7 separate regions of the Mus musculus genome follow, and all the other regions are linked to region 1. Evidence: chromatin contacts called from public HiCAR-type, HiChIP or PLAC-seq and promoter capture Hi-C data. All regions are on one chromosome and are shown on one strand. The core of a region is the stretch at or near the end of the contact, and the rest is flanking DNA. Distances in the headings are between cores, read along the strand shown. Region 1 holds the start of Lrch1 (leucine-rich repeats and calponin homology (CH) domain containing 1). Region 2 has its middle 19 kb from the start of Rcbtb2. Region 3 holds the start of Rb1 (RB transcriptional corepressor 1). Region 4 holds the start of Rcbtb2 (regulator of chromosome condensation (RCC1) and BTB (POZ) domain containing protein 2). Region 5 holds the start of Itm2b (integral membrane protein 2B). Region 6 holds the start of Nudt15 (nudix (nucleoside diphosphate linked moiety X)-type motif 15). Region 7 has its middle 5.9 kb from the start of Med4.

Region 1 (3,971 bases), core at 766-3,265:
CTTTTAAAGCAATGGTATTCTCAAAGACATGCCAGCACAGCACACATGCCAACTCTACCCAACCTTGGGAGGAATCATGAGTAATACTGAAGTGTTGGAATAACTCTAAGCCTGCTACTGAATAGCGCGAACACGTTAGCATGGGGCATTCTGATTCTCCATTCTGCAGTACACAGCCATTCTAACTATGGCAGATGGGAAGGAAAACATGGGGTGACTTTTTAAGGTTAATGATTCAGGCGACTCTTAGAATAACTTCTACTTGAGAAGCTGTAACTATGAGGTCCTATCAAGAGCCTCTCCAGCTGTTGAAAACTGAGTTCTGGAATTTCCCCTCTGCTTACCCATTCCTGACAATCCTTAAACCCAAATATCACCGTTTAATGACTCCAGAGGAGTGCTTCTAGCCTCCAATGGACTCAGAACTCCATCTAAATTTTCAATTGGTCTCCTGATTAAATGTTTATGGAATTAACCAGAAACCTAGCCTCCGAAAGCCACAGCTGGCTCCCCTGCCCCGCCCCCTAGTCTTCCTTTATAAGTAGCTGAAGGACCCCATCTGAAAGCCAAGCCATTCAGAAGCCTAAGAGACCTGATGCAAGTCGGAAGAGACAACGACAGTCGTGAGGTCTAGGCAATGGCACAAAAGTGGGGCACCCACTGCCCTGGGAAACGCTAGGCGCTCGCTGGGGTACAAATCGTCCCGCAAAGAACAGAACAGGATATGGTCGGAAACTTAAGTCAGATCTGCACGGATTCCCAAGGCCCCAACCCTCTTCCACCACCCTCCTTCCTGTTTATGGGTCCACTCCCACAACTCCGACTACTAAAGGGAAAGCAGACATCTCCAAAATATGTCAACACATGACACAACTTGAAGAAGCAGGCTGCTCTGTGGCGCGGGTTACAACTTGCCGGGCTCACACTGGCAAACAGGCTCACTTTAATTACTTTTCATTTACTATGCCACGCTTCCCCTCCAGGGCCCCCGCAAAGACCGGGGTTAGTGAGAACCGGGGAGCCCCGGTGGAGGGAACCAAAATGTGTGGGCGGAGAGCCAGACACCAGCCTCTGCTCGCACAGGCGCAGAACCAAGGTTGGCACCGCCTCTCTGGCTGCAGCAAGCCACGGTCGCGCGGCGCGGAGGCCGGGGCCCCGACACTACGCGGAGAGGACAGGGCTAGCCGACGGCCGGCCACCTTTGTCTGGCCTTCCCCACCCACCAGGACGCAGAATGCTTCCATGTAGAGGTCCACGACTTGGTTCGTGTTCTGGACTTGCTCGCGGTCGCCCGAGATGCCCCCACTTCCCGCGCGCCAGGAACAGCTCCTAGGCGCATCCCTGCGCTCCTGCACCACGGTCGCAGGTCGCCGGGGCCAGGAGGACCACCGTGCCCGCTACAACCACCGTGCTCGTTGCAGAACCCGCTCCTGCCGAGCCAATCTAGTAACACATTCGGGCCCGGCGGGAAGGAGCGACAGCCCGGCTCGCACACGCGTGGCCAGCCCCGGCCTTGTCTCACCTGCCCGAACCGTGTCCGAGAGGTCATGTCCCGGGGCCGTAGTCCTGGGAAACTCCTTCAGCTTCCTGGCGCTCAGGTTCAAGCCCCCAGAGTTGGCCGCCTCCTCCAGCGCGCGCTCCAAACCACGGTTCAAGGGCAGGTTGAAGCCGGTGCCGCCGGTGCCTCCGTGGTGCTGGTGGTGTTGGTGGTGTTGGTGGTGCTGGTGGAGATGCGGGTGCAGGGCGGTTACCGAGAGAGCGGGCGCGAAAGCTTGGGGTTCGCTTCCCGGCGTCGCCATCTTCTCCCGGTCCCCCGCCCCGCCGCTCCTGCGCGGGGTCACAGGTTTCCCCGGCGGTCCCGAGTCCCCGCAGCGCTCCCTCGAAAGCCGCGGGACTGCGGGAGGGGCGGCAAGCGGCGCAGAGGTGGAGGCAGCAGTTCGATCGCCAAGGTTTCCAGCCGGGGGAGCCAAGGGCTGCGGCGGCGGCAGCGACGGCAGCGGTGGCGCGCCTGTGTCTGCTCGTGCTCGCGCCCCCGCCCGCCGCTCCTCCTCCGCAGCTTGTTGGCGCTCCACCCCCGAAGCTGGCTGGAACTGGATGCACATTCTGGGTGACTTTCTCTCCAGCCCGACCCCTTGTAGTTTACACATCTGCGGGCCAGGGTATTTTGTCGGTTTCGTTTTTGTCTTCTGGGATTTTTTTTAAGCCGTTTATGAAAACCCAGGCGAGGCGGGAGACAAGATTTGGAATACAAGGTCACAGGGAGGAGAGTGGTTCTGGTTGATTGATCCAGAGTTGCCCCCAAAAGCAGTTTTTCCACTGTGGGTTTACCCTCACGGACGCCCCCTGGCATTTAGGTGCTTACCATACAAAATCTCTCACTAAATCCAGGAAATCTGTGAGTGGAAAAATTGCTTCCTTCAGCGAGAGGAAGTTAAAGCGAGCCGCGATCACCCCTGCAGAATTCGAACACGCAGCCCACAGTCACCAAAATTTTGCACCTTCACTACAGACCACAGGAACAAGAAAGACTTCAGGGCAAATAGACAAATCTATAGAGGAAGGGCTTTGAGAAAGGGTAATTTTTATGATAAAATACCCAAATTATTACTCCAAGCGTTAGAACGCCAAAGACCTAGTGATCACAAAGGTCATATCTTAAACCTAAGCCTAGGTACTATGAAATGTTCCGGGTGCGCCACCTTCTTATTCATGTGAGGCATGGGAACTGAACTGTCTGATTGCAAACAAATCTTCTGCCATGGGTTGACCTACAGTGGGCGCCTGAGCCAGGCCTTGCACCCCATGGAAGAGCCAGAGGACCTGTGTCACCTAAAGCCACCCAGCTGGAAGACTGATAAAGCCTCCATTCCCTTCCCACACCTTAACAGCCTGGGACCCAAAGCTTGATAGTCTCTATGGAGTGACTCGGCTTGGAGAAATGAGGCTGGAGTGAAGTATGGACATGATACAACTTTATCATACATACTACAGTAATGCAGATCTGTGATAGTCTAGGCAGCCGCGTGGACCTAATGACTTCTTGGGCTCAGCACTAAGTATGACATGATCTATGTCACTTGCATGGACTTCGCTACAGGGCTACCCCTTAATTCCTGAGATTCCAGGCTGAGAGCAAATCCTACTTATTCCGGAAGAAACAGGCGCCACCTAGTGGTGTGCCGCCCTCACCCCCCACCACCTTCCTCCTCTCTGGCTCCACTTCCTTCAAGTCTCTATGATTTCATAAACTGTGCCTTAAGCTTAGTTTTGTTTTCACCCTGTTCTGTAGGCGGTCTCTTCGATCTGTTGCTTCCTTTGTGGTGTAGAAGCATTTTCATTTCATTCAATCTTGCTTGACAGTTTTTGTAATCATTTCCTGTGAGCTTAGGGCTCTTTTCAGAGAATCCTTCCCAATTCCTGCATCATGGAGGGTTTTTTCCTGTTTTCCTTTGACCATTTAAGGTTTTTGAGTGTTATATTAAGTGCTTTGATCCATTTTGAATTGATCTTTGGGCAGGGCAAGATACAGAGATCCAGTTTAATTCTTCCACATGCAGAATCTAGCTTTCCCAGCGCGATGTGCCAGAGACCTTCTTTTCTCTGGTGTGTGCTTTGGGTACCTAGTGAGGTAGCCTTAGGTGCAGCTGCACTGATTCATTCCTGAATCTTCTGCTCCTTTGAGTTACGTGGTTTTGTGGCAACACCATGCTGTGTTTCTTCCTGCAGTTCTGTGATACTTAGAATCTTCTATTGCCATTCCTCCAGCCATTACCTTTTTTGTTCAGTATTGTTTTGACTACCCAGCATCATTTGAAATTTAGGTTGTCAATATCTAGGATGTTAAAAGAATGACAGAAAAATATTAAACACCCAAGAAATCTATCCAGTCAACAAATGGGCAGATGAAATGAACAGACACTTCTCAAAAGATAAAGTACAAATAATTTAAAAAAAAAAAAGATGCAAAATAT
Region 2 (3,878 bases), core at 1,011-3,510, 1.8 Mb before region 1:
TTATTATTATTGTTGTTGTTGTCATTATTATTATTATTGTCATTATTATTATTATTATTATTATTATTATTATTATTATTATTATTATTGAGACAGTCTCACTATGTAGCTCTGATTATCCTGGAACTCACTATGCAGACCAGATTGCCTTAGAGCTGCCTGCCTCTGCCTCTGAGTGCTAGGATTAAAGGCATACACCGCATTGCCCATTGATCTTTCCTCTTTAAAAAAAAAAAATTAGTTACTTTTATTTTATGTGCATAGGTTTTGTTGCCTGCATCAATGGCTGTATGAGAGTGTCAGATCCTCTGGAAGCAAAGTTACAGACAATTGTGTGCTGCAATGTGGTTGCTGGGAATTGAACCCAGATCCTCTAGAAAAAGCAGTCAGTGCTTCTAACCACTGAGATATCTTTCCAGACCACCTTTCCTATTGTTATGTTAATTACGTTTTTTTTTTTTGTTATAGTGATAAAAATATAACTAACACATCTGTAGATTCTACAAAGTTGCCACAAACAAGTCTCCTGGGACATGTATATTCCTGGATGAGCTGCACTTATATACATAAATATCATTGTAGAAATTGGGTTACTTTCTTAGTTATGATAGTCTGAAATTGCTGCCATCACTGCCCCTCCCCCTTTCCCTGTGTCTCTCTAGTTATCTCACTAATTAGACTAGGCTGGTCTTCAGGTGACAATCCTCTTGCCTCAGCCTCCCACGTGCTGGAATTGCAGGGTACCCTGCCACACCTAACACACTTTACCATTCCATACTCAGCAATTACACATACCTTCATAATGCAAGTGTCAATTAATTATGTGGAGAAAAATAGAAAATAGTGTGAAGTCATTATAATTTGAGTAATGACGGCCTTGTTACACTGTGATACATTTGTTAGTTCCTCTTGTGGGACCTTCTTTAAAAGGTTCTCCTTTTTCTCTTACAGAGCACACTTCTAAGAAAAGCTTGCATTGCACAATTTGTTTTCAATTTCTTTCGCCTAAATAGGGGCTGGGGTAAAGTAACCCGCAAATGCAAGCTGCAGAGTCAGTATTTATAAAGCATCTCAAAGGGCCTCTTACCCTTGTCATAATAGAGCAGGTCAGGAACCCAAAGAGGAAGTAAAACAAAGACAAGGAAAGATGATCTTTTAAAATTGGAATATGCAATTTCCCATGCTCTCATTATCACTGTTTGCTGTGATAGCAGGATTTTTTTTTTCATGAGTTGTTACTGCCTGTGACCCAAGTAAAGGGGAAACATTCATTTATCAGTCTTTATTTCTGAATAAAATACTGTGGGCTAAATGTCTTTCTGCCTTTGCAGCCCTGAGTTGGTTTTCCGTTTCTGTCCAGGACCTGCAACTGTGTATCAGAGCTCCTCACCAGCACCTTTGTTTCAAGAGACCCAAAAGCAAACAGTGTGTATTGCTCGGCTTCTTGGTGAGTCACGCAGCTTATTAAAAGCATAGCAAGGCAAGCAAGGATGACTAATGAAACAAATACAAGAAGGTTTCTTGTTTTGTTTTGTTTTAATTAAAGAAAGTTTACTTGGCCCGATGTTAAGGTTCCTTTGGCTATACTTCTTACCAGTTTAAACGCTTGTATTTAAATATGATAATTACCTTTAAGCAATTAAAGCAATTCCAGTTTAGATACAAAGCAATCTGATACAAAGCTGAAGAGACAGCTCAGTCAGTCAAAAGTACAAAAGAGAAAGCTGACTTAGATCCCCAGAACCCATATTTAAGAAGGGGAAAACATTGGCTTGGTGGTCCATAGTGCTGGAGGTGGAGGGCAGATCTCTGGAGTTCAGTGGCCAGGAAGCCCAGCCTACTTAGTGAGTTCCAGGCCATTCAGAGACCCTATCTCAAATAAAAAGGAGGACAAAGCCAATGGTGGTCCTTTGGCCACCTCCATGTACGCGCGCGCGCACACACACATACACACACACACACACACACACCGAAGAATAGAATTGATAAATGAACAGAGACTAAAGGCATGAATACGTCTTGCTCAACTGTGGATCTGGAACCTGGGGATCGTTAGAACAGACAGGAATTTCAGAAATTTCATATACCAATCCGTATTTATTTATTTATTTATTTATTCATTTATTAACTAATAGAACGGAAACCACACCTGCAATCTCTCAGGCCACCTGAACAGGAAGCCACACGTCTGAATAAGTACTTCTGTTCCTACATCCTCTTCTCACATCTCGAGGGTGAGGAGTCTGAGGTTTCCTCCTCGGAGCTCAGTGCTTCCTGCAGATAACGTGCTAGATCTCCCATCAGCACGCACTGCCTTTTCTGCATGGATAACACTCAGCAAGAAGATGCCGATTAACCCAAACTCTGCTTGCAGTGGGTAACTTTCTAGCTTATCACCATCAGAGAGGGTTTGCTTAGAACAGCACAGTTATGTCCCAGAGGTCTGAGGCCATTTCCACGAACACTGGCTGGCTGGGCACCGAGGTCAGTGTCTGTCTAGATACATTTCCTGCAAGTTCTTTAACTCTGTCTCGTGATGTCAAAAACATCAGAGTAGCTGTGGTCCAATTGCTGCTTAAAGAGTCTGTAAATCCATAGATTTGGATGTTAATCTGGCTCGAGATCTGAGACACACAGTAACAATAACCTGAAAATAAAATCATGACTGTGTATTTATAGTGATTTTTACATATTTTTAGGTTAAATGTTACCATAAACAATGGAATCTACAAAAACAAAACAAAACAAAAAACCAACAGCACCATTTAAGGTTGGATTTCAAAGTCTTCAAGAAAGGAATAAACCAGGACAGTCATGGTTACTCTTTCGAGTCATCATTACACTTAAAATTCGACACAGTTCACCAAGTGAATCCTGGCTGATGAGGTGACTGTCTTACACTGTGAAGGCCCTGCATCCACTTGAAGAGAACAGCATCCAAAGGGGAACCGCACTTTACGGAGCCACCACAATGCTCCAGACACTGGAAGGGAACCCAGGGAGAGAGTCTTCCTGTGTGATTTCAGAGGCAGTAACAGGCTGGGTATTTCAGGGGACAAATAAGTAGAAACAACAAGATAACATTGAACCAAGAGACACTTCAGGATACGCTAAGGAGAAGCATGCTCATTAAACGTCTCAGGCTAATCACCGCTGCATTGCACCACCTAATGTTGTTGGGGCTATTAGAATTAATAATCATAATCATCATTTATTATGAGGGCAGCGTAGAGGGCAGTTTTGCAGCAGTGGGGAGATGAACAGATAGACTTGAAAGCAAATCTCCCCCGAGTCCTAGGATGCAGAGCAGACCAGCTCCAGGAACAAAGGTTTTAACTACTTCATTATTGTAAAATTACCACCTGACCACATGGAAGGCAAGGGTTTTCTTCCCAGCTCAGTTCCTGTAATTGAAGGAGATGACACTGATATATACAGCTGACTCTGGCGACTAGAACCAGGAGTATGTGCCAGTTGGGAGCTCAGACATACTAATATAGTTTTCTTTTTCAGAAGTAATCCCCCCAAACAAATTTATCTTGTCATTGTGCTAGTCAAAAAAATAAGACAAAAACAAGGTAAGACTATAAAATAGAACTTCAGGAAAAAATAAAAAGTCCCATCAATAATAACTTAAGACAGTTTGTTAATTCAACCTTTTACTGATATAATTGTAGATTCCTGTGCAGATACAAAAAATAATATAGATGATTCTTTCTATCAGTTTTCCTATGTTGCAAAACAGCCTACGATTATGAACAAAAATTAGCATTGATTCAATTCAACCCGAATGCCTTATACATATCTCCCTGGTTCAACATGTTTTAATGTTTGCATGCTTCATTCTGTACGGTTTTGCTACACATGTGTGTCTAAAA
Region 3 (4,014 bases), core at 1,482-3,981, 1.6 Mb before region 1:
TCTTATCCTTGCTAAGAACAGGCATACACTACATGATGTGTCACTCAGTAAGGCAGTTTACAACAGTAGTCCTGTAAGATTATAATGGTGCAGAAACATCACTTAGAGCCCATCTTAACCAGCATAACATTGTGGCACAATCCATTTGCTACTTGTGCAGTTAGGGAGATGCTGCTGTAAGCAAGCTGCCACTGGTAGGAGAGAATCATATATACAAGGACATACAATGCCTGAAGCCATTATGTTACTGGCTTGTGTGTTTACTAAACTATAGCTTTATCATTATTTTTCAGCATATTTCTATAATTAAAAGATAAAGTTTACTGCATAGCAGCATGTTTTGTTATACTGGCAGCAGCTTTGTATCTGTAGTGTTTACCACTTCTCTTGATTGTAGCAAGACAGCACAGTGACTAATCTATATATCATCAGTGTTTGTCTAAGTGTATTCTCCAATGATAACACAACATTCATTTAATGGCAGTTCAGAAGAGGTAGCAAATCCCTATGGTGAACACACGTGACAATAGGTAAGTCAGAGATCAACTGTAAGTGCTTTTTGAGAACCTTAGTGGCAATGAGTAACCAAGATGAGACTATGTCTTGTAAAGTTTAATTTAAAGGAGAACTTTTTGAGAATTCTCCAAAGTTAAAAGTACATAAAAGAGAAAGAAACTGGGTCTGTCTTTCCCACAGGCAATGACCAGAACTTCAATGTGTACAGTTACTCTACAATAATCAGTAATAAGTCCATAGATGGCATGGAATCTTTTAGAATACATGTTACTGCTCTTTCTAAAGTGAAGCTTCCACACACTGGATACATCAGAGTTTAATTAGAAACAAAAGCAAACTCTTCCCCTGGAACAGTTTTTATTCTGTATTTATTTTTTAAGAACATGATTTTTATTTGGTCCATAAGAAAATCCATCTAATATGAATTTTAATAGACTTAGACAAGCAATTTCCAAAATTATTTCAGTCTCTTAGGATTTGACCTGAACTCTGTTAAGAGTCTGGGTCTCACAAAGAGCCTTGATTGATGCTCAATGAGAAGAAAGGAGCTTGATAGCCCATCAGGGCTACAATCCCAGAACTTGGGAGGCAGAGGCAGTAAAACAGAGAGCTTAAGGCAAGCCTGGGTTACAGAGTCAGAGTAATTAAAAACAACAAAAACACCCCCTCCCAAAAAAACAAAAACAACAACAACAACAAAAACTCGAGAACTTAATGATGGGCTAGAAATTGAAGGACCGTGAGAGACAAAAACAACTCCCATCTACAATGGATCTATACTCTCAAAACTAGTGCTGACAATAACAACAATCATATTGTTTCAATTTCTGTTACTTAATCACACAGTAGCACAGTCAAGAAAAAAAATGTTGAAATACAATAAATATCTCTCTGTTGTTCTTATTGGATCCACATGAACTTAAGTTTAGATTCCACTTAATAAATGGAGAGAAAAGTTCTTTGAGAGAACACAGTACCAAACACAAGACCAAAAAAGAAAAAAGGGAGGGGGAGGCACCAGAATCCGTGAATGCTCAAAGGCAAAAGGCAAGAAATAATGAAGCATGCTGCGGGCCAATCAGCACGCAAGAAGAGTTCTACCCTGAAAAAAAAGGGGAACAAAGTTTAGAAACTTCCAAGCCCTTGCATTTAAATGTCTCCTGAAACTTTTGCCCACATACCAGTTCTTCTAAGAGTTCTGCTCCATCAGTCTCCACAGATGGCTTTAAATCCCCCCGGGCCTCAAAGCATTGTTCTAAAGAAACCCCCACAAAGCCCGGGAGCTGAGGACCCCGTGAGCAATTGACACCCACGACCCTGCGCTTTGCCTACAAGGCTTTTCTTGGCCTCTCCCAGGACCAAGCTGCCGATGCAGCGCAAGCTCAGAGAGGGCAAGGCTCCCAACTGTTGCATCGCAGGACGACTGCAAAAGAGAAAGTCAACCCACCCCGGGGGTGCTTCGGATCTCCACGGAGAAAAAAGGGAGGAAGAAAGAAAACAAACACCGGTCGAGTTTTTTTTTTCTTTTTTTAAATATTTATTTCAATTGTTTTTGCATCTGACCGGGGCTCTCCGGGACCCGCCGGCTCCGCGCCTGGGCGTCGCTGGAGTAGAGCCTGCACCTGTCACTTCGCTCGGGAGCAGGAGCCCCACCCGCCCGACACCTGTCAAGCCGCAGCCCAGACCCCTTCGGGATGCCCTCCCCGTCGCCCGCGAGCCCGGGACCGTGTCAGCGCGCCGCCGCCACCCCCGCAGAGATGGGGGACCAAGGGGACCCCGGAGACCCGGGGCGCCGCTCCTACCGCCAGCCCGGCCCCGCCGAGATGCGCCCGCCCGGCGTCCCCGCCGGGATGCACCCGGCGTCCCCGCTCCCTTCCCTTCCCTTCTCTCCGGCCCGCGGCGGCCGCGCTCCTCACCTGGCCAGGGGCAGCTCTTCGGGGCCGCTGTCCTGCGCGGGGTCGTCCTCCCGAGGCGGCGGCGGCGGCGGTGGCGGGGGCTCGGCGGCCGCGGCTCTGCGCGGGGCTTTGGGCGGCATGACGCGCAGCGCGGGCCGGCGCGAGCAGCCGAGGGAGGCGCGCGGGGAGGCGGGCGGGCGCGCGCGCACGCCGGGCACGCCCCGTCCTCACCCGACTCCCGTTACAAAAATAATGGGAACGTCCCCCGAGGAAAACCGGACGCGCCCGGCAACCGAGCGCCCGGGCCAACCGCGGGAAAACGTCACTTCCGCCCGCGGCGTCACGTCCGCGAGGCTCGCGGGCCGCGGGCGTCAGTGGGGAACCGGGGCGGCGGTGGCGGCGGCGGCGGGCAAGGGCGAGGGCGAGGGCGAGGGCGCGGGCGGGAAGCCGCGGGGAAGCCGCGCCTGCCCGGGCCTGTCTCCGCCCGCGTCGTCCCCGTGGGCGGCGCCAGCCGAGGCGGGGCCGGCCCGCTGCGAGGAGCCGCGGCCTCTGGGAGAACGCTGGACAGGGCGCGCCCCTCGCCCGGCCCGCGCGGCCGGCAAAACAAAAACAAACGTGCCGGGCCAGTGGGAGGTGGGCTCGGCCCGGGTGGGCGGTCCAGGGTGGGGCCATTGGTGGCCTTCTGGAGACAAGGGAAGATGGGCGATGCACGCACAGACTATAGTCTTTTGATGGGGAAACAGGAGGCGCGGTCCGAGCGGGACAGATCTTAGCGGGAAAGTAGCTTTTGAAAACCAGTTTGCCAGGCGGACCCGACTTTGAAAAATCGCTTACAAACGCGTTTGAGACGAAAGCAGAAAACCAGTTGGCCGTGTTCATGCGCACGATCCGGCCTCCTTTCATAATGGTTTCTCCGAGACAGCCGGTCAAACTGGGAAGGTCGGCATTCCACTTTTGCGGGTTGGAAGTGGGGAGTTCGGGGAGCCAATTTGCCCGCGTCACATAGCAGGTCCCTGGCAGAGGACTCGAACCCAAGTAATATTTGTCTGACCATGTCGCCGACGCACAGACACCGGAAAAGAGCATACTTTATACTAGAACTACCTACCGCCACCAAAAGCTGGCTCAGCAATGGTAGCTTTTCTAGTTACGTTTTACCTGTCAGTCAACATAATTTTCTCCCTTTGTCAGTCCTTATTCATACAACTCACTAATTGAAGTGCTGTGAATAAAATACAGTTGTTGTTCTGGTGTAAACTATCTTGGAACAGCTGAGCAAGGACTGAGGAATCGAGAACTTAATTGGGTAGGTTGCAAGCCTGGGCTTATTTTCTGCCTTGATGTCAGATGAGTGAAGGATACATGGGCCTCCTTCAATTTTCAGACTTGCCTAACTTCAGAAGCCTTCTAGAGACCAAATGTTTGTCAGGAGGTAGAGCCCCAGGCCCTGATGCAGCCACGGAGAATGAATGGAATTAAAATAGCACTTGAGTTCACTTTGTCCCAGATTTAGGCAAGAGCTCAGGCTACATACAGTCTAGGTTTGGTGAAGATAAAAGATAGACTGTGGGAGCCTGATCAAATAATATACAGAAATGATACA
Region 4 (3,989 bases), core at 1,292-3,791, 1.8 Mb before region 1:
GATGGTGTCATCCTGGCCTTCTTGACTCCCAAAAATGTGACACTGAAGTTTTGGTGATGGCAGCGTGAATGGACAGATGCCATGTTCTCCAGTTATAAACAACGCTGTAGTGATGATCCTTTGATGTGTTTCCATGCCAGGAAAGTCCTGACCGTGAGACTGTTGAGGCAAAGGGCAGACTGTTTACCGGAAATGACTTCCTCTAACAAGCTAAGCTTTGTTATATTTTTAAAACATGTAGGTAACCCCAGGCTTTCAGCTCGTATTCCATTGGGTTTGTGGATTCATTTTAGAATAGACTCTTTCCTAAGGACAAGGGTCTTCACTTTGCCTTGCCCCTGGGGAGTTTTAGTTCTCCTCGCTGATTTTATGTTGACTTTGTAACTGGATATCAGTCCATTCCTGATGACATCCACAAACGCCTTTGATTTTAATTTCAGTTCATTTCCTAAATGTTTCAAAGTATGGTTAGGTCAGGCCCAAAGTGAGAAAAGTTCAGGTGGTGTTTGCCCAGAGATCTGGGGTCCCAATCCTGCTGGTCTTCTTGTCTGAAGTCTCTAGATATACATACTAAGCAAAGCATGCGAACGAGATCACTGTTTCAGGCTTGATACAGGCTGATGTTAAGCTGGTGCAAATTAGACCACAACATTGTACTATAAACATCTACAATACTCAGAGCCCAACCTGCCTGTTGAAATCTGCTCTGCTCGTCCTAGCACCCCACCCACAATCTCCGTCCTTGTTCTTAAAATACTGGGAAAGGCTACTTTGGAGCACACCACTGGCCAGAAATTTGTACAATCATTAGTCAAAGAGCATTTTGTTCAGAACCCTGCTGTTTCAGGCACAAGGAAGAAAGAGCTGAAGAAACTAAAGCGTCGCCTGCCCTTTTGGGGGAGGGGTTCAAATGTTTTCTCTTTCCTCCAGCTTTACATAGAGCAGTGAAAAGGGTCACTCCCCAAGCCTATCACTAGACAGGTACCCTATGAGCAGACAGTATGCTACCCTAGCTCCGTGACAACTCTGCCTTCTAGGACAGACATCCATAAACGCCTCTGAATTGAACTCATCAAAAAATGAAACGGGGTTATCTATGATGGTGCATGCCTACAACCGTATCTGAGGGATTGGTTGGTACGAAGAGTTCAATGTCAGTTTTAGCCATTTGGTCTCAAAATACTTTTTGTGTGTATAATTGCGTCACCTAAAGCAACTGCTTCAATTTCAGGTCTCTTGGTCCATCGTCATCATATGCCATCCAGGGTACCATGGGGATGCAGCAACTGTATCCCTGTACTTCTTAGATATACTCTTGTTTGTTCGTTTTGTTTGTTTCTTCGTTTTGGATTTTTGAGACAGGGTTTCTCTGTGTAGCCCTGGCTGTCCTGGAGCTCACTTTGTAGACCAGGCTGGCCTCGAACTCAGAAATCCACCTGCCTCTGCCTCCCGAGTGCTGAGATTAAAGGCGTGCGTGTGCCACCACCCCGGGCTTAGATATACTCTTAAGAGGTTTATTATTGAGTGAATATAGCCACTTACTTTGAACAAAAGGACTGTTGAATTCTCTATCACTTTAAATGGCTAACCAAAACATGCCTACTTCTTTGACTTACTTATAAGACTAACTTTCTTACATTGTAACATATTTATACCACTGAAACAATCCCTGCATTGATCATGGTATTTGTTGTTGGATCCTATTTGATGACATTTTATTTAGGATTAAAACAATATGTCATCTTTGTCAGGTTTTATCAACATGCTTTGTGAGATATTAAACAGTAAAATGCTCTATTTTAAAGGCAAAGATTTTGGGCCCATAAATTATTACGTGACACACCAACCTCACACTTTTTTCTGGCCTTCCACATCTAGTCCTAACTTCATTTTCTTTTCTCTTTAAGCCCAGCCCATTGTTATAATAAGTTCACAGACTGTTGTTTAGCCTAAGCTGAACTTTCAGCCTCAGGAACCGTGAACTTGCTCAAGACAAAGAGGGGATCAAGCCCGCCTCTTCCAAAAAGCCCTTTGTGGATCCTGTGACCCAGCTTGCAGTTACACTGCTAAGGCCTTCATTATCTGACCCACTTTTTAAAGTCATTTGGAAAGAAACCACATGGTCAAGAGGTAAAAGAAGCCCTGTGGAATGAAGAGATGGATTTGAGTCATCTCTAATCATATGGCCCAAGGCAAATTACCCAAATCTCCATTGTCTTCCCCTAAACTGATGTGTGTGTATATATATATATATATAAACACATACATATATATGTGTATATATTTATTATATATAGCACAATGTTTTAATGTATGTATATAATGTGAGGGCAAAGATCAAGCAAGAGGAGGAGGGATGGAGGCTACGATGTTTGAGGCTAACTTGGGCTAATACAGAGCCCCTGTTTCAAAGCCATAACATTATCTCTTCTCTTAGGACTTTCTAGTGCACACTGCTCATAACTGTAGCCACTATGTAGCATAGCAGCCTTCTTTCTGAGCTTGCTCCTCCTAACTGAAATTTGATCACTAGCCCCACAGGCTCCCTTCTCCCTAGTCCCAGTAACCACCTCTCTACTTTCTGTTGGTGCGACTTGACTTTTTCAGTGCTCCTTAATGAGATCCGTAAGTATTTGTGCTGTATGTCTACTTTGCTTAACATCCTCCAGGTTCATTCCAGATCGTCCCAGGTGACAGGATTTCCTTCATTTTAAAGTCGGACAGCTCTCTGGGCCCTCAAACAAGAGACAATGAGGTGGGCCTCCTGGATGGAGTTGCTAAGACTGGACTAGCGCGCACAGAATGCAATTAGCCTCTTATTTCGCAGCAAGCAGGAAAACCAGCGCCTTTGAATGTAAGACCTAAAACCAGAGAGACACAGCTTCCCCGAAATCGGGGCACTAAGCTAGAAAGCGGGGTCCAGCACAGGGTCCCCAGAGAGGCCAGGGTCGCCGATCCCGGCCGAGGAGGGAGGCGGGGCGCAGCGCGCAGCCCCCTCCCTTCTCTTTGTCCCCTTCCCCTTCCCTCGCTCCCTTGAACTCTCTCCTCCTCCTCTGGTTTCTCTTCTCGCTCCCGCGGCCCCCTCCTCCCCGCACGGCTGAACTCGAGCTCAGCCCGCCAGGCCGGGCCGCTTCAGGGGGAGGCGCCAAGTGTCTGCTGTTCTTGGCCCCGGGCGAGCAGTCCCCGCTGCCGGGGAGCGGAAAGGACGCGCGGCGCGGAGGTAAGCCTGCGTGTGGGCGGCAGGCGCGGGTGGGCGGGCGAGTCCCGGGGGCGAAGGCCAGGCGGAGGCCTCACCCTGCGCCCGGCCCGGTGCGCAGCCGCTGCGGGGGCAGGGCGCAGCGCCAACCCACCCGGGCCGGGGCCCGGCGCGCACGCGCGAGCCCGTGGACCAGGTCGCTGGGGTAGCTCTGGGTTCACGTCCCTTCCCGGGCCCTGGGACCGCGTAGCGGTGCGCATGCGCGCAGGCCCAGCCCGGGGTCCGTTTTGTGCGTCGCCCCGAGGCCACGGCTGTGGGGTTCCCGCTTCCAGTTGGGGGAACCCCTGCCCCTGGTGTCTCCAACCCTCCCGTGCACGCGGCGCGAGCTAGCGGTGACGTTTCCAGGACTTTCCGCTCTTTCCCGCCCGCAGCCGCCTCGCCGACCCCATGGCGGCACACGCTTTAGGCCTTTGGTCCCCGAAGTGGAGGGATGGCTGGGAAGGCCTGGCTGTCCTAAGGGTTTTCAGTCCTTTGGGCGTTGCTGAGGCCGGAAGTGGAGGAGTTTAGAGGTGAAAAACTTTTCCCGATGCCCCTTCTTGGCGGCGATGGAACTTCCGCCTGAGTTGAAGCTAGGCTTCCAGCCGCCTTTTTGCCTTTCTTTACAAGGTAAAGATTTAACTCGGACTGTAGCAGAGGACACCGAGGTGCTGCTCCCTTGCACACCCTGAGATTGCCCTGGCTGCACGGACTAAGCTTGGCCACATTGGGCCACTTGACGAGTTTGTTGTGACAA
Region 5 (4,079 bases), core at 781-3,280, 1.6 Mb before region 1:
ATTAAGAAATAAAAGCAAAGTGTACAGCTATAGACAGTTACTGTGAAATAAAAATTAAATTATGGTGAGCATATGAAAAATCCTTAAGAGCTCAAAAATAAGACTGCTACTTCATAAATGGCAAGACTGATTCAAAGCTCCCCTGCAAAGTGAATTCTGACGTTTGTCTGAGAGTTTGAAACCTTTACAACCCTGGAATAAAAAACAGAGAAATGACATCATTGATGCTTGCTTAGCGTGGGAGGAGTTATAGTTTTAGAATTTAAAGACCATATACCTATATAATATCAGTGAGAATGTATATTTGAAGCTGGGCATGGCTGTGCACACCTGTAATCCCAGTACTTGGGGAGGAAAATGAAGGAAGGGCAGAGTTCAAGGCCTATCTGGGCTTGAGGAGACTCAAGGTGTCTCCACAAACAAGATATAGAGTTGTTGTGATTGGGTGCTTGACTATGGGTCTATTCTAGATTAAAATGTGCATCCGGACAAAAGAGATATGATAATTTGCTATGACAATTTTTACCTGTGAATTCTAAACATGTTTTCAAGACCAAGAGTGTTTGTACTAGGTTCAGGAAAACAATACTAAAACCAGAACCCTTAATCCTTTTAGGGAATCAGCTCTCTCATCTCAGGGGAAGACAGTCATTTAAAAAAATCAACATGATGTTTGCTTTTAGCTGGAACGTTTCCAGAAAACATGTCCAAACAGCCCAGACTGCTATTATATATCCAAAAATTTTATAGGGTATTAGTGGCCTGTTTCTTTACAGTAATTTTCATTAGATCATTAAAAAACAAACAAACAAAAACAAAAACTCTCCTTACTACTTGTACCATGGACACAAACGACTGATTTTAAGTCAAAACTAAAATTACCCAAGTGACAATAGGTATTAAAAAGTGTTAGTGAAAAACGAAGCAGCACCCGCTGTTAGTATTCATAGGTATCAAATGTCAGAAGCCCTAAAAAGGCAAAAAGAAAACTTAGGCAAAAATTATATTTATATTTAAAAGAATATTACTGTACATCACTTTTAAAAATTGAATCCAGTGACAGCATCACTCAGTGCTAACCGGGGATGTGGTAACACAAAGGTTACCTATTTTGTAGGGATGGGAGCAAATTCCTATGTTTTGGTTCCAGTTTCACTTATTCAGAAGTACCCACAAAGAGGCTGATAAAAGTCAACTGTTGGGTTACATGGGAACAGCCACAATAGCAATTACTTTCACCTGGAATATTTGTTACAATAATAAAATCACCAGCCAGAAACTACTCCCAGTATACTGTTGTCTTCTCTCTCCAGACCCCAAGGTGTTCACCTGCCAACACCGAAGGCCATTTGTAGGCAAGGGAGTTTGTAAAAGAAAAGGGCTTTTAAAAAATGAAGATGCTTACAGTTGCTGGACTTAGTCCAAGTGCTGTTCAGCCTAGAAACGAAAGTAGGAAACAACAGAGGTTTAGGCTTGTTATGATGTCAGCCATTTTAGGCACAGTATTTATACTGGAAAAAAAGTGCCAAACTCGGTGGTGGCGGTGCCTGTCGCTGCAGGTTCCCGGGCTACCAAGCCAAGTGCAAAGCCGCGGGACCTCGTACACCTGTGCAACTGTCCCCTCGGGGGTCGCCAGGGCCAGGACCCCGCCCCGCTCGCTGCACACACACACACCACGGTACCCGGGAGCGGAGGACCGTCCGGGAAACCGTCCCCGCCGCCGGGACCCCGCCCGCGACCCCAGCCAGGACCTTGCAATCCACCGCCACGGCATCCGGAGGGACGATGAGCGCCTCCTCGCTGCTCTTGGGCTCGTCCTTCTTGGCCTCCTTCTGGGCCAGCGCCGAGTTGAACGTCACCTTCACCATGGTGCGGCCTGGGGCGCCCTAGGCGGCGACGGCGAAGGCTGGGGTCGCGGCTGGCAGGATCCCGGCTGCGAAGGCAGCCTTGTCGGCCGAGCTCAGGGCACGACTCTGCAGCGGAGGAGCGGACTGCGCGACAGCAGCAGCGGCTCAGTGCAGCGCGGTTTCCGGCCTCGCAGCTGGGGCGCGGGCGCAGGGCGGGGGCCCGGAGGGGCGGGGCCTTGAGCGGGGCGGGGCCTGGCTTCACGCCAGACCCTCCCTGGTTCCCCCCACCCCCACCCAGGACTCAGCGGGAATCTGGCCAGGCTTTGTGGAGGGCGCGCCTGGTTGAGCTAGGACTTGTTGCCCCTCTGGGCTGCCTGGATTTTCCGGTTCTGAATTTGCTTCCAACTAGTTCTCCTCAGGGGCCCAGTGTTGCAAGTTGATAAGAAAATGGGGTGAACTCTGTCGGTTGGCTACGTAGGATAAGTTAACTTCTGGTAGCACCAAATTCTCTTTGATTGTGAGCCCAAAGGCCATGGAATTTTTGTGTGAGAAAAACAAACAAACAAACCCAAAAGCTCCGTTTAATCATTTATTAGTAAGCGACTTAGTAGAGCATAGGAATATTTGAAGCACTGTGTCCTAGTGTCCTGGTGATCTGACTTATCTCCCACAGACCTCACCCTAAGGTGTTGCCTGGTTGACTAAGCTGGTCTTTTCTTCCTCCCTCAGAGGTCAGTTCCTGCCCAGCCTAATCTCAAGCCAATGACCAGGAACCCTCTTCATCCATTTGTATTCCTAAAATTCTAAACTGGTAAAACAAAATGTACCAACCGAGCTCATTTGTATAAGCAAGCCAAAACAAAACAAAACAAAAAACCATATTTGCCTTAGGCCAATCTGTGATTTGTGACAACGTACTTAGGACAAGTTCTTATTTTTCTTCAAAATAAAAAATTCTCCTTTTTTGAAGAGGTTTTTGCTTCTGGTTGACAGAAGACATTGGCCCACACACTGGGTTTACAGCCATGTCTCCAGATGGTCCTTTGGTCAAATGACTGATCCTGTAGCCTTCTCCATATCCTCTCCTTGTCCACCTACAGGAGTGTCTGTTGGCCAGAAGGATTCTGCTGTGTGAGCTCTGGCCTAGGCCAACCTTGAAGACAGCAGTTGAGACCAGAGTTCTTGAGCCCCTGGCTCTATTCAAGGAGGGAATTATCTTTATTTCTTTTTATTTTTAAATATTTAATTTTTATGCCTATGATTTTTTTTTTTTTTTTTTTTTTTTTTTTTTGCCTACATGTACCTGTGCCTAAGGAAGTCAGAAAAATGAGTCAAGTCCCGTGGAACTGGGGTTACAAATGGTTGAGAACCGCCATGCGGTTGCTGGGAACCAAGCCTTGGGTCTTCTGGAAGAGCAACAAATGCTTTTAACTGCCGAGCCGTCTCTCCATTCCCATATTTCTATTTTTGCCTCTGGGACTGAGTAGGACTCCGTTTCATGAAAGAGAAGGTGAGGGGGTGGATGGTTTTATAAATAGAGAAAAAAAAAGTAAGCAGAGGAAAGCAGATTGTCATTCCAGAGTCACACTGGAAGCCAAGACAAGAAAGCAGAACAGCGGAACCATAGCTCACTGGTTAGTACTAAGGTCACACAGTGTCAGATAAACAACTGCTGATAGTTGAGTCAATAGAGTAGATGTATGAGTTGGTCGGTCCTGAAAGAGGTTATTCCTACTACAGATGAGTTTTAATAGGCATCAAATAGTATGGTATATTAAAAACAAAACAAAAAACCCAGACCCTTACGGGGAAGAAAACTTCCCCTTTAAAACCAGGAGAGACACTTCCTCAATGGTGAGAGTAAAAAAATAAGAGAAGGTTGAGCTGCCTTGAGAGGGATGGTGGGGAGCAACCAGAGGAGCCTCTTCTGAGGAGGTTTTTAAGCCATCCCAGAGCAAAGGAAATAGCAGACTTCTCTAAGTTTTGGAGGGTCTGGTTAAAAGTTTTGCATCATGTGATTTAGCTCAACATATCAGACACAACAAAGATCATGGAGGATTCAGGTACTGTTTAGGACCACAATGATGGGGGTGGGGTGGGAGTGGGGTAGGTGGGGACTCCCCTGCTAGGTATAAGAGCTTCTTAACTCAAGGCTAGGTCTGATCTCCTTAGGAGCTTGCCTTGTAAGTGTAACCTCTGTCTTTTTAAGGGTTAAAGGGGGGAGAGTTCATT
Region 6 (3,980 bases), core at 567-3,066, 1.4 Mb before region 1:
TTTTCAGGTGAAGCCCAGCTTCTTCCCAGGTTTCTCTCTGAGCGCATTCTTCCCAGGTCTCACTGGAAAAAGAAACACAGCCTGCTTAGTGTACACATGAGGTGAGAGTCCTGGTAGGAAAATTATGGTATACAGTAAAAGCAATGGTAATTAGTTTATGCTTTAGACTGATTAAAAAAAAATCTTCCATCTTGACATTATGCATATTCTATATTTAGTGATTTGAAGACCCAAAGAGCTTTAGGTTATGCAAAAATTAACACTTAACAACAGCATTAATTCCTAGGTCTGGAGATAGACTTAGGCAGCAAGGGTGCAGTTTAGTGTGTCAGGTAAGAACCCAGGCTTTCTCTGGGTGGTGGTGGTACACGCCTTTAGTCCGAGTACTTTAGAGGCAGAGCCTGGTGAACCTCTGTGAGTTTGAGGCCAGATTGGTCTACAGAGGGAATTCCAGGACATCCAAGACTGTACAGAGAAACCCTATTTCTAAAAACAAAAACAAAACCCAACAAAAACCACTCCCCAAAACCCAAAACAAAACCAACCAACCAAACAAACAAACAACAATAAAAAACAACCCAACAACAACAAAACCCAGGCTTCTGAGTCAACTGTACCCAGGAAAAAAAGAAACATTAATTAATGTTCCTTTCGGGTTGTGTTTTGAAAGTGCATTAAATGCCTTCCTTATGCTTCAAAATTCCAGTTTAAGCCTAAAAATTGAGGCAATTAGGCAACAGAGAAAGAGATGATTAGCATTAAGGGGCATGCAACACTTGTACTTCCAGGCCACATAGGAAAGTACAGGTTACCATCAAGAGGAAGGAAGTTGTCAGCCTGGTAATGTTTCCCTGTCATGGAGAGCCAGTGAGAGGCTCCTCCATCCAGTGAATCCATCACGCCATAATCCCAACACTCAGAAAACTGAGGCAGGCAGATCTCGGTCTCTTATAACTAAATAAGCCTATTAGATAATAGTGACCCAGATAATTACATAATAGGAAGTCTCAGATTTCCTTTGAAATTGTCTACAGAATCAAGTATGGTGCTTGTTAGATAAGGCGTAGGAAGGCTTGAAGCTTTACCTTCCAAGTGTTTTATAACACTACATTATTTTATATTACTATACAAGACTAAAGGAAATCACACCGAATCTGGATGTCTTAGATACTTTTATTGTATTTTAAGGCACACTCTCGGATTAGAACACATTTTTGAGCAGAGCCAGGGTTTCTTCACGATTGCACAGAAACTGACTTAGCTACCCTTCCCCCTTTGTGGGACTGACACATCCACATCGCAGAAGCGGCGGGGCCAGCCTCACAAAACTCTGATATATTTAAATCTCATGGGGCAAAAGGAAAAGTCCCAGTTAACATCCACTTTCTCTGTAAACACTAAGAAATACAAACGACTTCCACTTGCAGCCAGGAGAGGGCAGAGCGAGGACTAACGGGGCCCGGGTACTGGCACAGCACCCCCTCCTGGCTGGATCCCGGAGGACACCGGGGCCGTAGAGAGCTCGCGGAACTCAACTGCGCACTGAAGCGCGTCACACGGACCGAGAATGGCGTGCGGACTAGTGATATTCCCGAAGCTTCCGCTTCCCGGAGGTCGTCCTGCTCACCCGAATTCCAAATGGCCCCCAGGAAGCTGGAAACTGCCGGCTCCAAACGATCCTTTCCTTTTCCCCAGAAGGACGCAGCGAGGATGCTCGCAGCTCAGCACCACCACGCCGACCCCAACTCCTGGCCGCCGCCTCGGCTCTGCGTTAGCGGCCATAGCATTTGGCTGACCCCGGAAGTGACGTTGAAGCTGTACGGGAACCGGCAGGAGCCTCGCTGATTGCTCGCTGAGTGTTGTGTCTCACGAATCACCTGTCGCCTGGTGCATAGATCATGCAGAAACAACCATATAAATAACTAACATAAGAGTACTGAAAGATGATTTGGGGAAGTAAATGAGACTAATTAAGTTTCTTTAGGATAAATTCATATTTTAGAGAAAAACAAATTATAGTAGATAAAAATATACATCAACTAAAACTGAAATATGAAAAGAAAAACTTGGGGAAATCAGCTGTAACAAGATTGACATCTTAAATCTTTGGACGGGTGGGTTTACTTTAAAAGTATTACTTTATTTCTACTAATGTGTGCATAATTTTAGAAACCCAATAGTACAAAACTGCCCAAGGACAGACACTATCCCTTTTAGCCCTGCTTCCAGAGACAGCTTTAACTCTTTGAAATGTTAGTTTTTATATTTCCACACATATATCTGAGTGTATACTTAATTTGTATCCTAAGTAATTGTCTTAGTGAGGGTTTCCGTTGCTGTGAAGAGACATTATGACCAAGGCAACTCTTATAAAGGACAACATTTAATTGGTGCTTGCTTGTAGGTCCAGAGGTTCAGTCCATTATAATCAATGCAGGAAGCATGGCAGCATCCAGGCAGTCGTGGCACTGGAGGAGGTAAGAGTTGTATATCTTGTTCTAAATTCAAACAGGAAAAGATTCAAACAGCAACTGGGAGAAGTATCTCAAAGCCCATCTCCCACAGCGACACACTTCCTCCAAAAAGGCCACAACCACTCCAACAAGGACACACCTCCCTGGGCCAAGCATATTTAAACTACCATAGTAATCCATTAGAAAGTTTCAGTATCCATTAGGTATGCTTAGCAAAGTCCTAAGTTTTGCCAATCAACGAATGTGCAAATGAATAGACAGTTTAAAACGAGAAACAAAAATAATAACTATTTTTAAAAGTGTTGACTATCTCCATTGAGGAATTGAGATGCCATCTGTACTGGCTGGTTTTGGGTGTCAACTTGACACAGGCTGGAGTTATCACAGAGAAAGGAGCTTCAGTTGGGGAAGTGACTCCATGAGATCCAGCTGTGGGGCATTTTCTCAGTTGGTGATCAAGGCATGAGGGCCCACCATGGGTGGTGTCATCTCTGGGCTGGTAGTCTTGGGTTCTATAAGAAAGCAACTTGAGCAAGCCAGTAAGAAAGATCCCTCCATGGCCTCTGCATCAGCTCCTGCTTCCTGACCTGCTTGAGTTCCTGTCCTGACTTCCTGTAGTGATGAACAGCAATTTGGAAGTGTAAGCTGAATAAACCCTTTCCTCCCCAACTTGCTTCTTGGCCATGCTGTTTGTGCAGGAATAGAAACTCTGGGCAAGATACCATCTTACCCCAGTCAGAATGGCTATCATCAAGAGATCTGACAACAAATGTTGGAAAAGTTGTGGAGAGAGAAGAACCCTTATTCAGTGTTGAGGGGAGCAAACTAACACAGACATTATGGAAATAAGTGTGGTGGTTTCTCAAAAAATTAAATATAGACCCACCCCCTCCTAACTTACTGGAAAACAATATCTCTTGACTGTAATTAGAGCAAAATGCAGAGCTCTCAGCTCCTTTAGCACCATGTACACCTGGACACTGCCATGTTTCCTGCCATAATGATAATGTGCTGAACCTCTGAACTTGTAAGCCTGCCCCAATTAAATGTCATCTTTTATAAGAGTTGCCTTAGTCATGGTGTCTCTTCACAGCAATGGAAACCCTAACTGAGACAATATATAACATGGATTTTATTCAGGTCTAAAGAAAAATGAAATTTATATTTTGGCAGAAAAAAATGGAATGGCTTGGAATGTATAACATTAAGCAAGGTCACACAGTCTCAGAAAGAAGAAAACCTCTGCATGTTCTTCCTTAAGTGCGGATTGTGGCCTACAGTATATCTGTATATTTGTAAACAAATTACATCGAGGGACAGTGAGCGGCAAAAGAAGGGGAGACAAGGAAGGGCTGAGTGAGGGTAAAGGACCGGGAAGGTAGAAAAGAGAAAATAAGGCGAGTTGTTTTTCTAGTTCTTTCCTGCCGTGGATTCCCAGGTTTGTGGTGGCAGAGAAGTGCATTTGATTGGGAAGATGTGAAGCCCAGCATGGAGCTCCATGGCCTA
Region 7 (4,100 bases), core at 81-2,580, 1.4 Mb before region 1:
TTCTCTCTACCTTTGCCTTTGACCCTTTCTCCTGATGATTCAGGCCGAGACAGCTCTGATGGCTGCCTTTCTTGCCTTGCATTTCTTGGGGCCACCTTGAACCTACTCAGGCTCCTGGCAGGACCTGCCATACAGGAACCCAAACATATCCATTATCACCCAAAATAGGCAGGATAGGTCAGAGTTTTAGACTCTTTGGACTTTGGCCATTTCGTAGTCCTTGGTGATAGAGCCTGGATAGACTCTTCACTTTTTCTGAGAATCTAAAGTTTCTGATCAGCACCCTAGAACAACCTAAGCCAAAAAGCTTTTTTTTTTTTTTTTTTTTGCAAACATTTAAATATGCATGTGTCAGAATTCTCTCTTGTGAAACGATATTTGCACCTCCTAACTTCATCCCTTTTCATCTTGAACCTTGCATCCACTGCTCTGTGAGTTCGATATACATCCATAGGGAAAAGCCGCTGACACTTCTAGAATTCACTTGTGCCAACGCTCTTTGAAATTGTAAGGATTTTTTGTTTGTTTTTTTTTTTGTTTGTTTGTTTGAGAAGCATCTCAGTGGTTTGGCCGGAGCCTGAGAAATAGCTCTGCAGTGATTTGCACAACACACTGGTATGTCGGGAGTGTGCACACGCAGATCCTGGAAGTGGATTGCCTGAGCAGCCGGCAGATGAAGCGTTTTGCCCTTGTCTGCTTGAGAACAGATAAAAAGCCTGGATCAGACAGAGTGAAATGTGGCCATTTGGCAAGGGCTTTCCAGGGAGAAGAAAAGGTCTGGCAACCAGCAGCCTTTGAAGCTTCAGATCTCCTAGGAGAGAGAATTGAGTGCCTGTAATTAGAAATTTTATATCAGGTATTAGATTCACAAAATGGGCAGGGAATGTTCTGGAAGCCTGACTTCTGAGGACAGGGAGTCACTGTATGCATGTCTGCATTGGGACTGCCCAAAGGGAATAACTTATTGGGGGAGGGGGGGGGTGAGAACTAGACCTGGCAGCTGTCCAGCAAGACGAAGAGCAACATGTTATCCAAGAAGAGGCCGGGGGCCAAGCCCCAGAGGCTCTGAAAGGACAAAGAGCCCACTGTTCCACAGAAACAAGGACCAAGAGGCCTCCTTTAACCTCGTTGCTTTTACTCAAACATTTAGCAGTAAATTCACCTTTGTGCCTTTAATGATACAAATCTGGGCAGAGAGTGCACCTTTGGGTGCATCTGACAGTTAATGGAAATTTGGAAATCACAATGCATTTTTCGGGAAGACACAATGGACGGCAATGTGGGGGTCTCGGGGTGGATACAGTTCTGCACTTGCTGGCACTAAGCTATGTTTATCTCCAAGCCTTTGTGGGTAGAGTACAGTGACTCATTTGTGCACAGGGCCATATAGTTCTTTCTGGATTGTGATAAACATTCAGACCCAAGGTTAAGGAAATTCGAGGCAAACTGTGCCAATATAACTATATTGTTTAAGCTCATCAAATGCTTCAGGAATTAAATCAAATTACTATGCATTTATCAAGCATCTGTCTTACCACGTGAGGGCTCACGGGCAAAAGCAAACTGGTTTGAAATGCAAGGAAACGGAAAACAAAGAGATTACAGCCAATCTTTTCTGAATTGTCTTCCCAGAGTGAAAGACAGGATGCTCACGAACTTACCAACAGCTGAAGGAAACGTTTCTGGGAACTCTCACACATAGCACAGCCAAAGCAAATATTTTGATCGGGAAGAAAACAAAGGTTGAAATGAATGTAAAACTGACCTTCACAGAAGATTCGAGATGAGTCTCGTGATGACAAAAAATGCTAAGCATGTCCTTAGGTGTAGGACAAACTGTTCAAAGGTTAAAGGGCCGGGGCAGCATATCGGAAGACCAATTTAAACATCTTAGTCTGTGGAAAACAAGTTCTGTGTAATTTCTTTTTGTGGTGCTGAGGGTTAGACCCAGAGTCTCCCATGTAGTAGGCAAGCACACCACCTCTGTACTGCTGCCCTAGCTCCACAGCCTCTTTTCTTGAGGGTCTCATTAGATCTCCCAGGCAGGCATGAACTTGCTATAGATATGTCTCAGAATATAGAGTTTCGTTAGGTCTTAAATTTCCAGCCTTCCGACTCAGCCTCGCAAGTCCGAGTTAGCCATGCTGGGATAATTGTTCTTCTTTCTTTCTCTTTAAATCTTTGTTTCCTCTCCATTCCCATTTTAACTCCCTCTTCTGTCCTCCCTCGCTTGCTTCCTCCTTCTTTTCCTCTTCCTTCTTCCCCCATTCTTTTCTTTTTCTTTTTCCCTCTTTTCCGTCATCCTTCTGTGTCTTAACATTAGGAAGAAAAGAGCAAAAATAATTATTCTGTTGAAAGCCATGAGTTAGAATTTGGCCAAGGCAATTCAGATGGCAGTGAACTACATTTGTACTAGGTAATTGACTGTACTTTAGCAACATTAATTTGTTGACTGATGGCTGCTAAGAGCAATTAGTCTCTACCATGGGTCCTTAAATTCAGAAGGTTCTTGAAGACACTGAGCCAGTAGAGACCATCTCCAATCACTCTGTGCTACCATCAGAGAATACCTTAGGCTGGATTGCCATAATAAACAGAAATGCGATACCCTTGAAGGTGGGAAGGCCAAGACGTAGGAGCCACATCTGGCAAGGCTCTTTTTGCTACACATTTAAATGAAGAAGTTGATGACTCCCACATTTGAAGTTAGAGATTTGCCACAGGCCTGGTGCCAGCTGGATTTACACAGTGGTGAGTACCAGGACAGCGAGGCTGTACAGTAAGATGTTTTCTTAAAGACAAACAAGAAAGGATGATGGTGGAGTGCTCTGTCTCTTTGGCTGAGTTATCTCTTTCTCTGGTCCTCTCTGTTCCATTCTCTAACACTAAACCCAGGGCACTTCTACCTTAATGCTTTCTGTCTTTACCCTCCCTAAGTATTTTCTCTGTGTGTCTGTGTCTGTCTGTCTCCCCCATTCCCCTTCTCTCTCTCTCTCTCTCTCTCTCTCTCTCTCTCTCTCTCTCTCTCTCTCTCTCTCTGTGTGTGTGTGTGTGTGTGTGTGTGTGTGTGTGTGCATTTGTGAGCATTCACTCAGAGGCCAGAAGAGGATGCAGGTATCTTCCTTTATTGGCTTTACCTGTGCAGCCTGGTGTTTGCATAGAGGGGGCCATTCCTACTACAGGGGTTCATCCCTGGGTAAGCACAAACTGAAGCTTGATGTTAGTAGATATATTTCTCCCCAAGATTAGAGGCTCTGAGGCCCATGCATCCAGGTAGAGTGTCAGAGCTTTTTGCTTCTTGGAGAACGGAGCTAATGAATGTTGTAGGCCTGGATTCCTTCCCTTGATACTGAGCTCCTGGGAGAGGCATGCCTACTTCTGCTCCTCCACCTCACCCTTGATCTTCAACAGGAGCCTGGAAACTTAATTTGGGAAATGGCCAGGGAAAAGAGTTTTCCAGAGCAGAAGCAGGTGATAGAATAATGTCTGCCAGTTTCCACAGCAGTGCCCAGCGTGGAAATTGAACTAGTCTATCATTAGTTGACGATGTTTCACATTCCGGGATCGGTTTTAAAGTATGGTGAGAAATATGGGAAGGTAAAATACTGAAAACTAGCTTTTTATTACTTTCTTCCTTACAGGCAAGCTGTAATAGTTTGTATTGCTTTTAGTGTCTTTAATTCCCCTTTGTATCATTCTCTGGTGATTTCTGCATTCCTATCAATGGTAAATCTGATATTTATTAGTGCCCACTTTGCTCACTACTTCATTGTGCAGTAGTCCCACACAGTGGAGTGGGAGTGGGGGAAGCAGAATTTCTGAGTACAACACTGGTGTACAGATATGCTAGGGGCTAGCCTGGGGAGCTGGAAGAGTGTCTTGGGCCACCCTGTGCTCCTATAACAGAACATCCCGCACCGGACAATGTATGTAGAACAGAAATTTGGCTGGATGAGAAAGGTGTTTGTTGCCAAGCTCGAAGACCTGAGTTCAGTCCCCAGAACCCAGTGGAAGGAGAGAACCAACTCCTGAAAGTTGTTCTTTATCTTCTGGTTCTTGAGGCTGAAAAGTCTGGGACCTCAGGGTTGTGTGTGGTGAGG

The links. Promoter capture Hi-C pulls out the DNA fragments that hold promoters and counts their contacts. HiCAR-type assays count read pairs that join an accessible place to other places. HiChIP or PLAC-seq counts read pairs in DNA pulled down with a chosen protein or histone mark.
Region 2: a contact with region 1 is called in an H3K4me3 HiChIP or PLAC-seq map of pro-B cells, with 5 times the contacts expected there. The contact joins the enhancer-like site here to the promoter of Lrch1 in region 1. A contact is called at or near these places in 3 of 39 promoter capture datasets (the C10 cell line, liver and pre-B cells) and 2 of 115 datasets of contacts at active chromatin or transcription factors (astrocytes and pro-B cells).
Region 3: a contact with region 1 is called in a promoter capture Hi-C map of stem cell-derived epiblast-like cells, with 3 times the contacts expected there. The contact joins the promoter of Rb1 here to the promoter of Lrch1 in region 1. A contact is called at or near these places in 6 of 39 promoter capture datasets (the C10 cell line, cranial neural crest, liver and 2 more), 1 of 484 Hi-C or Micro-C datasets (embryonic stem cells) and 3 of 115 datasets of contacts at active chromatin or transcription factors (astrocytes, large pre-B cells and pro-B cells).
Region 4: an H3K27ac HiChIP or PLAC-seq map of embryonic stem cells shows a contact between it and region 1, with 4 times the contacts expected there. The contact joins the promoter of Rcbtb2 here to the promoter of Lrch1 in region 1. A contact is called at or near these places in 1 of 39 promoter capture datasets (liver) and 2 of 115 datasets of contacts at active chromatin or transcription factors (astrocytes and embryonic stem cells).
Region 5: a contact with region 1 is called in a promoter capture Hi-C map of stem cell-derived epiblast-like cells, with 3 times the contacts expected there. The contact joins the promoter of Itm2b here to the promoter of Lrch1 in region 1. A contact is called at or near these places in 7 of 39 promoter capture datasets (the 3T3-L1 cell line, cranial neural crest, embryonic stem cells and 3 more), 1 of 484 Hi-C or Micro-C datasets (B cells), 6 of 115 datasets of contacts at active chromatin or transcription factors (astrocytes, embryonic forebrain, embryonic stem cells and 2 more) and 2 of 9 other capture datasets (adipose tissue and embryonic stem cells).
Region 6: a HiCAR-type map of astrocytes shows a contact between it and region 1, with 5 times the contacts expected there. The contact joins the promoter of Nudt15 here to the promoter of Lrch1 in region 1. A contact is called at or near these places in 3 of 39 promoter capture datasets (the C10 cell line, cranial neural crest and maxillary cranial neural crest), 1 of 484 Hi-C or Micro-C datasets (embryonic stem cells) and 3 of 115 datasets of contacts at active chromatin or transcription factors (astrocytes, neural progenitor cells and stem cell-derived neural progenitor cells).
Region 7: a contact with region 1 is called in a HiCAR-type map of astrocytes, with 5 times the contacts expected there. The contact joins the enhancer-like site here to the promoter of Lrch1 in region 1. A contact is called at or near these places in 7 of 39 promoter capture datasets (3T3-L1-derived adipocytes, the C10 cell line, cranial neural crest and 4 more), 1 of 484 Hi-C or Micro-C datasets (embryonic stem cells), 4 of 115 datasets of contacts at active chromatin or transcription factors (astrocytes, embryonic forebrain, embryonic stem cells and 1 more) and 1 of 9 other capture datasets (embryonic stem cells).

Annotation. Positions count from the first base shown.
Region 1 is chr14:74,945,862-74,949,832 of GRCm38.p6, forward strand. It overlaps Lrch1 (leucine-rich repeats and calponin homology (CH) domain containing 1), which reads right to left and starts at 2,016. Exons shown (of 19, transcript NM_001252132.1): 1 at 1,523-2,016. The coding sequence starts at 1,799.
Region 2 is chr14:73,121,686-73,125,563 of GRCm38.p6, forward strand. No RefSeq gene overlaps it. Among named protein-coding and RNA genes, the nearest start is that of Rcbtb2, 19 kb to the right of the region's middle. Within about 2 kb of position 2,261, at least 146 of the 459 cell types and tissues checked have an H3K27ac peak or open chromatin away from gene starts, as enhancers often do. A contact at or near this core is called in pre-B cells and pro-B cells, where this site is marked.
Region 3 is chr14:73,323,091-73,327,104 of GRCm38.p6, forward strand. It overlaps Rb1 (RB transcriptional corepressor 1), which reads right to left and starts at 2,732. Exons shown (of 27, transcript NM_009029.3): 1 at 2,433-2,732. The coding sequence starts at 2,551.
Region 4 is chr14:73,139,969-73,143,957 of GRCm38.p6, forward strand. Rcbtb2 (regulator of chromosome condensation (RCC1) and BTB (POZ) domain containing protein 2) reads left to right here and starts at 2,542. Exons shown (of 15, transcript NM_001170694.1): 1 at 2,542-2,625.
Region 5 is chr14:73,383,259-73,387,337 of GRCm38.p6, forward strand. Itm2b (integral membrane protein 2B) reads right to left here and starts at 2,031. Exons shown (of 6, transcript NM_008410.3): 1 at 1,752-2,031. The coding sequence starts at 1,868.
Region 6 is chr14:73,523,433-73,527,412 of GRCm38.p6, forward strand. It overlaps Nudt15 (nudix (nucleoside diphosphate linked moiety X)-type motif 15), which reads right to left and starts at 1,817. Exons shown (of 3, transcript NM_001360484.1): 1 at 1,628-1,817; 2 at 1-62. The coding sequence starts at 1,782. Gm41209 (a long non-coding RNA gene) reads left to right here and starts at 1,870. Exons shown (of 3, transcript XR_874819.2): 1 at 1,870-2,114; 2 at 2,405-2,477.
Region 7 is chr14:73,502,066-73,506,165 of GRCm38.p6, forward strand. No RefSeq gene overlaps it. Among named protein-coding and RNA genes, the nearest start is that of Med4, 5.9 kb to the right of the region's middle. Within about 2 kb of position 1,331, at least 78 of the 459 cell types and tissues checked have an H3K27ac peak or open chromatin away from gene starts, as enhancers often do. A contact at or near this core is called in astrocytes, embryonic forebrain and forebrain, where this site is marked.